3 separate regions of the Mus musculus genome follow, and all the other regions are linked to region 2. A link is a contact called in public Hi-C data. All regions are on one chromosome and are shown on one strand. Each heading gives the region's core, a stretch centred on a gene start, on an enhancer-like site or on the middle of the called end of the contact. The rest is flanking DNA. Distances are from core to core; before and after follow the strand shown.

Region 1 (2,954 bases), core at 280-2,779, 120 kb after region 2:
GAAGCCTCTGTATATTGAATCTTCTGCCTGGTACGTTTGCAGATACGCCAGTCTGTCTGCATAAATCTTACAGTTTCTGCCTTTCTCTGTCCCACCTGTCCAGGACCACAGAGCAGTGTTACAGCAAACATTGTCTTTAAAGTCAGAGTACCACAAAGAGGGAGGGGCACAAACATCCTCCTTTTGTTTCCAATTTGGCCTTTAGTAGGAAAAGCCATCAACCTTTAAGCTTCGGGTCATATAGAAAGAGTACAAGCAATACATTCGTGTTGAATGAGTGCCATAAAAATTAAAATTGGGGCTGGAGAGATGGCCCAGTCAAGAAAGTATGTACCTGCCAAATAAGTATAAGGAGCTGAATTCAGATTCTCCAGCACCCATGTGAAACAGTAGGGTCCAGCAGCAGCATCCATTAGTAATCCCAGTACTGGGGAGGCAGATGCAGTCCTAGGGATTTCTGGCCAGCTAGTTTAGTCAAAAGAATGAGTCCTAGAGTCAGTGAGAGGCCTGTTTCAAAAAATAAGGTGAAGTAATTGAGAAAGACATCTGAAAAAAAAAAAGACATAAAGAGATCTATACACACACGCACACACACACATTAGGAAGAGACCTAACTCATATTGGGCATGCTGTAGGGTAGCCATTCTTATTTATTCTAATAAGGACCATCTAGTTCTAGAAGCTGGGGTTAAAGCATTCTTATTTAAAAGAAAATTCTCCAGTAATTCTAGGTTTACTTAGAGACACAGGGTTAAGAACAATTGCATAGGGACTGAACGTTTAGGAGGTGGGGTGGCAGGAGACGAGTGAGTCACAGATTGCTTAAAAAGCCAAAGTAGCCCTTATGCAGAGAACAGATGACTTTGGAGGGAGCTTGAACCCACACTTACTCTGTTCACCCAGCATTTCAGGAGCAGCCGGGTCTTTTCACAGCCTCTGGGCTTTGTCCCTGCCTCTGCACACCCACGGACAGTGTGCTGGCTGGCAACAGATTTACAACAGTGGGCTGCTGTCTGTCGGAAATCTTTGACTGGGGCAAGCTGGAATATGACCCCTTTCTCCTTCAAGTTTATCATCAATCAATGGTGCTCTGCCAACTCTATCAAGAGGATCCTAATCTCTTTTGCCCTTACGCTTCAAGAAAAGATTAGGCAGCAATCAAGAGCTTCTTGCCGGTAGGTTCACAAGGACTTTTCACACAAGGGCAAACACCCAGTAGGCTCCCAGAAAGCATCCCACTCAAGGGAGAGTAAATAGGTGATTGGATGCGGGTGCTTTTTGTCCCTGCGAAAGAAGACAACTTCCTGTGTATCATCAAAGATATTCGTGCCCTAGAATCTCTACTTTCTCCTGTGTTTGAATATAACGCTATAAGATAATGTTGGGATTCATGCAGCCCCGCTTTACTCCATTGATAGTAAGTCAGGACCATACCTAAACGAGTGGCTGAGCCTGGGTAAATGTCAAGGCAGTCACTTTTCAGACGGAGCTGTGGGCTTCGTGGCGTGCTTGTCCTTCTGTACCGTTCCTGATCACCTCCGGGAGTGGCCACCAAACGGAGCTCACAGTCACTGCCCCACATTTCATTGTTTCCCATGTGCCTTTAAGGAATCACTCTTGATCTCAGTCATAAAATTGGAAAGCCACACAACTGACAAGATGATCCCCCCAAGGCAGCTGAAATATGGGGTAGATTGAAACCGACAGTTAATTTGTAGCAGTAAAAAATAATGATATCATCATAAAACAAGTTTAAGATTAGACGAGGCTCAAACACTGTGCGCCCACAGGATATATAGATGGGTATTGTCGAGCTTAAATAACAAAGCAAAACAAAACTGAACCTCCCGGCTTCACTGGGCGAACCCTGTGTGCTCTTTTATGGTACACTACCGCCATCTGCTGGCTGGAACCAATAAAAGTCTAGCAGTCTCCTAAATCCTGGAATATTCCACTGTGCAGAGCCTGCTGTTAATTGCTATACACACGGAAACATATTTTTAACCTCCCAATATCAGTAAAATGATACAAATAAATCAGAGCTCCCTAGAATAACAAACAAATGAAAGAACCTAAGAGGCTAAAGACTGCCAAAGCGCCCCCCCCCCATCTGCCTGCCTCCAAGCTGCCCTTGCTTCAGGAGTACATCCCTAGCACATTGCCTTGTTAGCCCTGAGCTCCCTACACGCATTTTGCTTCCGCCTTCCTCCTCTCCAGATGCCTTCTCTCCCAGGCATCCTACAACCAGCACTTCAGTGATAGGCAAAGCAGCAGCTCTCAGCTAAAAACAGCCTCCTCCTGCAGATCTTAGGGAGGAAAACCACAGGCACTTGTCTTGTTCAGGGAAAGCAAAGCCCCAGTTGCATTAAGTGAGAAAAGGAACCGTAGGCTTTCAGAACCCTCTGAGCAGCGTTTTGCATGTTTTCCTCGGGGTTTACCTTACATTATGTCTGGATGCTCTAACGTGGCAACAAGTGTTCTTAAGAGGCAGAAAGGATAGAGGCTTTATAAGCAAATAAAATCTAGCCACTATAAAACCCTCCCCATTTTATAGTGTGTGCTCAATCTTACCACTTTAGACTTTCTGTTACTGTCACCACAGGCCTCGGGATACCAAACTCTCCGGGAATAAAGGAGCCCTTACTTAGCACATCTTCCTTCTTCAACATGACTTGTGGGTTGTTTTTGTTTGCTCGTTCGTTTGTTCATTTGTTTTTATTTTTTTAATTGCCTACAATTTCATTTTCTCCAAGTTAGCACGTAGTCATTGTGTAATAGAACATTTTATAAAAAGGCTTTCGAATTTTTACTTATTTAGAGAGCTTTTTATGTCACTCACACCACCATGCCCACCATTAGACAACAATGGCCTTTAAGCAAAATGTCTTGGTTTTGCTTTGTTCCTCTGGGAGAGAAGTGGTAAGGCAGAGACAAGCTGCATGCTGCAGGTCTCT
Region 2 (3,232 bases), core at 683-3,182:
GTCTGTGTGTGTATAGAATGTGTGTGTCTCTGTATGTGGTATGTGTGTGTGTTAGAGTGTGTAGACAGAGGTTGTTGTAGGTGTTTTTCCCTATTGCTCCCTCCTTTATTTTGAGGATTATAGGCTAACATGAGTTTTTACACAGATGCTGCAATCCTCATATTTCTGGGAAAGCACTTTCCCAAGTCAGCCATTTTCCTAGCCCTCCATGTGATCTTACTTAAGAGGGTAGCTCCTAATGAAAACAGCCCAAGCCTGGACTTCAGCTACTGGCCTCATAACTATATTTGCTGGTTCTGTGCAGTCCTTCAACAGAAACACACAGTTTTGCACAAACAATTTGAGGGTAAGCCTAATTAATTTGTTAATTTATTCAAAAGTTATTTTCACAGGAAGAATGATCTAGCTCTAATCACAAGTTAACGCAATTTTGAAAAACCTTTCTGGAATTCAAGGCCTGTGACTCATTTAGCATTAATAACTTGTTGAAAAATTATTTTTAATTATATTGGGGGCACAATATGTGCATGTGAGCACACATGTCCTCATAGGCCAGAGATGTTTGATTTCCCTGGAGCTAGAGTTTCAAGCATTGTAAGCTGTCAGATAGGGATGGTGGAAATCATACACAGATAGATCCCCTGCAAGAGCAGCATGTGTATGTGTTTGTAACCACTGGGCCATCTATCCAGACCACAAGTTGCAGAGTTTAAAGTTTATTAACATAAACCATTTCAAGTTATACACTTTCAAATTAATCTCAAACTAAAATGAAGATTATACCCATTAAGCATACCATTTAAGGACTGAATATTAGACATATGCATTACTGGTGGTTGCCTAGCAACCAGGGTATCTGCACTTAGAGTAAGTCTGTCCTAAATACTCATGTACGGTCCATGATGAGGAGCTATGCACTTGGCTTTATTTACAAGACAGGGTGTAGCTTTAATGGTATTAATGGTTCTGATTTTGCTACTCAAACGAGATAAGTTTCGATGATAAGATTGGGAAGGTGGTACCATGGTCATTAACCAACCAAGTGCTTTTGACAAGCAGTTCTAAGATTGATGCCTGCTTATCAAAGCCATGATGCCAATCATTGCCCATCACGGATTACATTACTTAATGTCAGGTAACCATCTCAAGGTTTAAAAATGTCTTGTGGAAAGTATACCTTGCCTCCATATTATAATTTTCTACAGAATACGAGATTAACTTATGAGTGCCTTAGAGCAATCCCAAGACTATCCTATTTTTTTAAAAATGCCTCAGGTAGGCCCCCCAGTCACAAAAGTGTCACCTTTCATCCCATCTTCTGCTGCTGAAGAACATTGTAACGAATAACCTTTCTAATTCCGTAAGCACTATGTCTGCACATTTACATTGTTGGAGTCCCTCGTGAAACAATTGCCAAGGAGCACTCTGAGGCACTGCAGCTGTGCCCTGCCAACTGTGTTTGGCTGCCCAGCTCCTTCTGGGCTCCCAAAGCTGGCAAGCTAATATGCTAATAGAATTCATTAGCCTGGGCTTTGACAGACAGTTAAAACAGGACTCCACATCAGCACTCCAGCACTGCAAAGCCATTTCATGAGGCACAGCTAATTCAAAGAAGATGATGACAGGGTTTGCAATCAGGGAACATTAGCATGTTGGGGCAGTGGAGAGGCTGAACATCCTAGGCAGGCAAAACTGCCAGCAGCCCTGATTTGATTTCTGCCATCACCGTTGGGCCTGGCAAAGAAAACCAGAGGTAATGGGATACACTGAGAGACCAGGCACAAGGACTGGCCTTTGAAGTAATTATTCTCTGGGGTAACAAGGGACAAGATGAAAAAGCTTTCAGGGACAGACAGTGGACACCCATGGGACCAAGTTTCCATTACAGCATGACACTGTGTTGAGCCACTCTCTCCACTTGAGAAAACAGAGTACTAAATAGGCTGTCCAGAGGGAGAGGACACAGGGAGTTTGTGGAGGAAATGGAGCTGTAGAGAGGTACAGCAAGGCAGAGGCTGCCAAGGGCCCATAAGAGAGCAACAATCATGAGGGATGCTTCAGCATCTCTGATGGCCGCCATGATCACTCCCTTGCCTTGCATCCATTAACCTCTACATTCATCATACTATAGAGGAAATAATAGGGGAGGGAGAAGCCAGAAGCCTAAGCTGGGGAGCAGTAAAATCCCTTAAGCCTTTGACAAAACAAATAAGCCTTCAGTGTCTCCCTGTTGGGACTCTTGGCTCTGATAAGCCTTCAGCATTCAGTATCTCCACATGGGAGCCCTTGTCTCTGTCCAGCTGAGAGCCTAAGCAGAATGATTATGGAAACACTTTCTGGAAGTGTGAGACTTTACGAGTCTGAATATAACCAAGCTCACCCGGCAATCCGTTATAGAGAAAGAGACCCAAAGTTAAAGCTGAACCAGAAATGAATCATCTCTCGTTTTATGGTAAATGCGTCTGAGTCAACTCTGAGGTCACCGGCTAAACTGGAAGTGTGCATGTTGCTAGCCGGTGGAGGTTCTAATTGTGTTCTAACCTTGAGCCTTCTCTGTACTGCTTGCTCTTCATCTTTACAAGAGAAGTTTCCCTAGCAGAGAATGACCACTAGACCAAGACTGACAATGAGATGATGCATAAATTATGTCACCTTTACCCTGCTTGGTTTAAGAAGCGGGACCCAAGGCACTTTTAGATATTAGCCTTTGCCCAGCACACACACAAACCCACACACTCACACACACTCAGGCATGCGTGTACACACATGTACACCCACACACAAATGCACACATCATATACACACATATACACACAGGCATGTATACACACGCACACCAGATTCCAGTGATGCTATATATTTTGAAGGTGTTTGTTTTTTAATTTGGGCACGTAACAAAAGCTACTCAGTATAATTATCAGCTATATGCATTATGTGTTTTCTCCAAAGTCCCCCATCTCCTTTCTTGCTTTCCTGTTTGAGAACTGCATCTCCACCACAGCTGCCATTGATATTCTTCAGCAGTATAACTTTGTTATTTCTGTAATTTCAACTATTTCCACTGTGGAAACAGTTTTCTACCAGCTTCAGGACCAATTTTTCATTGTCCTGTTGGAGAGCATTAGTGATGGACACTGAACTGGCAAGCAATGTGCTTTGCCACATAGCCACCAATTCAAATTTCCCTTGTCCAGAACTCCTCCTCCTGTGACCTGTTCCCACGAACAATGTC
Region 3 (3,072 bases), core at 511-3,010, 72 kb after region 2:
CCTTCTAACTGATCTATCTGATTGTACAGTATCCAACAAAGCAATGCAAGATTCATGTGAATCAATACAAAATCAGAGTCAAGTGATTATGATATGAAATTGCAAATTTTCCAATGTGGAATCATAAAAATTGATGAAGGTAATGTCAGAGGAGCCCTTGAGCCATGGGCAGCTCCTATAACAGATGAGAATCTGCAGCTGTAATAGTTAACATTTGGGAGGAGAAATCTCTGTGAGTGACAGCAGGATAAGAGCTTCATCGGCAATGACTGGGATGTCGCCATGGAGGAGAGGCCCTTGAAAAGCTGATAAAGTCCTCCGATATTTTTGAAATAATGACACTCTCTGATTTGCCCACAAACGTCAAATGTAAAAAAGATGTGCTATCATTATATCGTATAATTTTGTTAGAAAATTAAGCTTCTGAAAATCAACACCAGATTCATGGTTTTTGCTTTTAATATTTAACACATCAGTGTCCAACTAAAATACACAAAATATAAGTTGTTTGTTTGAGAAACTTTTTAAAAAAATTCTTAAAAGGTACAAGCAATCAAATCTTCTTTTGGCATTTTGTAATCTTGGTTCCTAAAGGTCTCACTTTAAGTGTTATCTACCAATTATCTGAGGAAACTGGGAGCCTCTATAATGTCTTTAATGCATCTTCCTAATGAGCAGGTACTCAGTGAGGGACCTGGCACATGCTCTGTGAATGTTACATATGACTAAGTGTAAGGCAACCAATGAATATACCACCATAAGATCTACTGTTTCTTCGGCATACACAGAGGTATTGCCGTTAAGGCAATGTCCCACGATCAGTTCCTGACCCAGTACTAGCTGACATTTGTTCTTGAAATCCTTCATGGCATGCCTGTCACAAACCTTCAGCCAAAAGCACTTTCACAATCTGGATACATTTAAGACCAATTCAAGCATGTAAAGTCATTTTAGGAAGTGAGTCCCACATCCCAAGGGCCCGGCTAAGGAGGGCCACATGTGAGAACAGGTGTGCCACTTCACTGAGCAAGAACCTGGAAATGTCAAGCGTTAGAACCACTCCAACTCAACCTGGCTTGCAGTCACACTTCTGGACCTGTGTCAATAAATGCCTCGCAAAGATGGGGACTGAGAAATGCTCTGCATGAATTCAGAATTACTGGAAACAAACCAGCACTTTTTTTTCTCCAAAGGGACTACTTGAGGAGAGGGTCTCTGCCTTCCATCTTCTAAGAAAGCATTCATTTAAGAGATTTCCATCTCTTACAGAACAGTTCACAGTATGCAACACCACTTGCTTTGACATCCCTGAGTCTAAGCTCTTTCAAGTTGGATTGCATGCCATCTTGCAAGAGGACAGGACACCAAGCTGAGTTCCTTGTCAGTTTCAGAATAATCTCCTGTGCTTTGCAAATGAGAAACTAATAGCACGAACCTGGCCCTGGCGTCACAGACCCTTTCAACTCGGCGCCTCCCCTAAAGGGCACTCGGTGTTCTGCAACCTATCAGTCAGCTCTGGGGCAAGAGCAAACAATTCCTTTCTGTTACAATAACTTGTATCCAGGAAAAAAAACAGGCGCTCTGTAACATAGCAGCCAGAGAAAAGTTTACTAGATTTAGCCAATCAGAGGCTGGGGAGCTCTGCCAAGTTAACATGTTTCTCTCCGCCTCTAAATGAACTCATGATTGAAATATGGCATTGAACTTTTTTTTTTTTTAAGGGAAGGGGTGTAGGAAAGAAAAGCCACTGCAGAAAAGAACTCGGGCTTGTGCGGAGTGTGGCTAGGAAGTGTGTGCTTGTCACTGAACCCTGAGTGGGTCCTGTAACCTTTGCCTTCCACTGGGTGGAGCAGGTCCTTTAAGAGCAACTGGAATGCAGTTCCCCTGATCAGCTTAGCCAGTTATTCAAAACCTCTGCTAGCCCTAGAGAGCAGTGCTCACTTCAGACCAACCAGCCTCCTGTGCTTCTAGCTTGAGCAAGAAGTTTCCAGCGGGGAAGTAAGTTTCTAGCTGCCCAGCCATGGGAGAGGACGCTGCACAGGCAGAAAAGTTCCAGCATCCAAACACAGACATGCTCCAGGAGAAGCCATCCAGCCCCAGCCCAATGCCTTCCTCCACACCGAGCCCCAGCCTGAACCTGGGGTCCACAGAGGAGGCCATCCGAGACAACTCGCAGGTGAATGCTGTCACCGTGCACACACTCCTGGATAAATTGGTCAACATGCTGGACGCCGTGAGGGAGAACCAGCACAACATGGAACAGCGTCAGATCAACCTGGAGGGCTCGGTGAAGGGCATCCAGAACGACCTCACCAAGCTCTCCAAGTACCAGGCCTCCACCAGCAACACAGTGAGCAAGCTGCTAGAGAAGTCTCGCAAGGTCAGCGCTCACACGCGGGCTGTCCGGGAGCGCCTCGAGAGGCAGTGTGTCCAGGTGAAGAGACTGGAGAACAACCACGCCCAACTCCTCCGACGCAACCACTTCAAAGTGCTCATCTTCCAGGTCAGTGTCCCCAGCATACCCCTCCACCTACTTGAGCTCAGTCCTCCGAGCTTTCAAGGCCATCTTCCCATCTGCCCTGCCAGTCAAGCTTCTCTCTCACACACAAAGCTTTGTCTTCTAGCTGCCTGCTGCAGGCAACTGTGAAATGTGGCCATAAGGATTGGAATCTCCCCCATCCTTCAGGCAATGCCTGTGTGCCTGGCAAGCTGGGGACATTTGTCAGTGAACACCTAGATGCACTTGGTTAAGGGTGAGAAACTGAGCAGGTGCGGGCACCCACTCTAGTCAAATTCATTTGTCTCTTTTCATTAGGAACTTGCGGCTGCGATTGCAGCTGTTAGCTGGACAGGGCAAATTAATCCAGTGGCTGTTTATTAACTCTTAGTGGAAGTGAGGTAACTGTGTGAAGGATTTGTTTTCTTTTGCTCTGACCAAGACACACACAACCTTTAAACCATCCTTTTTCCAAGGGCCCCTGGTGTTTGGGAAATTACCAGAATGGAAAGTTGAACTAGTCTTGTTCTTGAAGTCATCTTTTGTCAAAGCAATCTCTAGTTTGTCTCTAGAAA

Evidence for each region. A called contact is a pair of places that touch in the nucleus more often than the background predicts.
Region 1: a Hi-C map of the N1E-115 cell line shows a contact between it and region 2, with 3 times the contacts expected there. The contact joins the promoter of 9330175M20Rik here to the enhancer-like site in region 2. A contact is called at or near these places in 7 of 484 Hi-C or Micro-C datasets (the N1E-115 cell line, cortical neurons, embryonic stem cells and 3 more) and 1 of 115 datasets of contacts at active chromatin or transcription factors (astrocytes).
Region 3: a Hi-C map of the N1E-115 cell line shows a contact between it and region 2, with 3 times the contacts expected there. The contact joins the promoter of Cavin2 here to the enhancer-like site in region 2. A contact is called at or near these places in 3 of 39 promoter capture datasets (cranial neural crest and embryonic stem cells), 2 of 484 Hi-C or Micro-C datasets (the N1E-115 cell line and embryonic stem cells) and 1 of 9 other capture datasets (adipose tissue).

The regions. Positions count from the first base shown.
Region 1 is chr1:51,332,250-51,335,203 of GRCm38.p6, forward strand. 9330175M20Rik (RIKEN cDNA 9330175M20 gene) reads right to left here and starts at 1,530. Exons shown (of 5, transcript NR_045151.2): 1 at 1,435-1,530.
Region 2 is chr1:51,214,954-51,218,185 of GRCm38.p6, forward strand. No RefSeq gene overlaps it. Among named protein-coding and RNA genes, the nearest start is that of Cavin2, 73 kb to the right of the region's middle. Within about 2 kb of position 1,933, at least 56 of the 459 cell types and tissues checked have an H3K27ac peak or open chromatin away from gene starts, as enhancers often do. A contact at or near this core is called in the N1E-115 cell line, where this site is marked.
Region 3 is chr1:51,287,366-51,290,437 of GRCm38.p6, forward strand. Cavin2 (caveolae associated 2) reads left to right here and starts at 1,761. Exons shown (of 2, transcript NM_138741.1): 1 at 1,761-2,503. The coding sequence starts at 2,021. All of the region lies in intron 2 of 9330175M20Rik (RIKEN cDNA 9330175M20 gene), which reads right to left.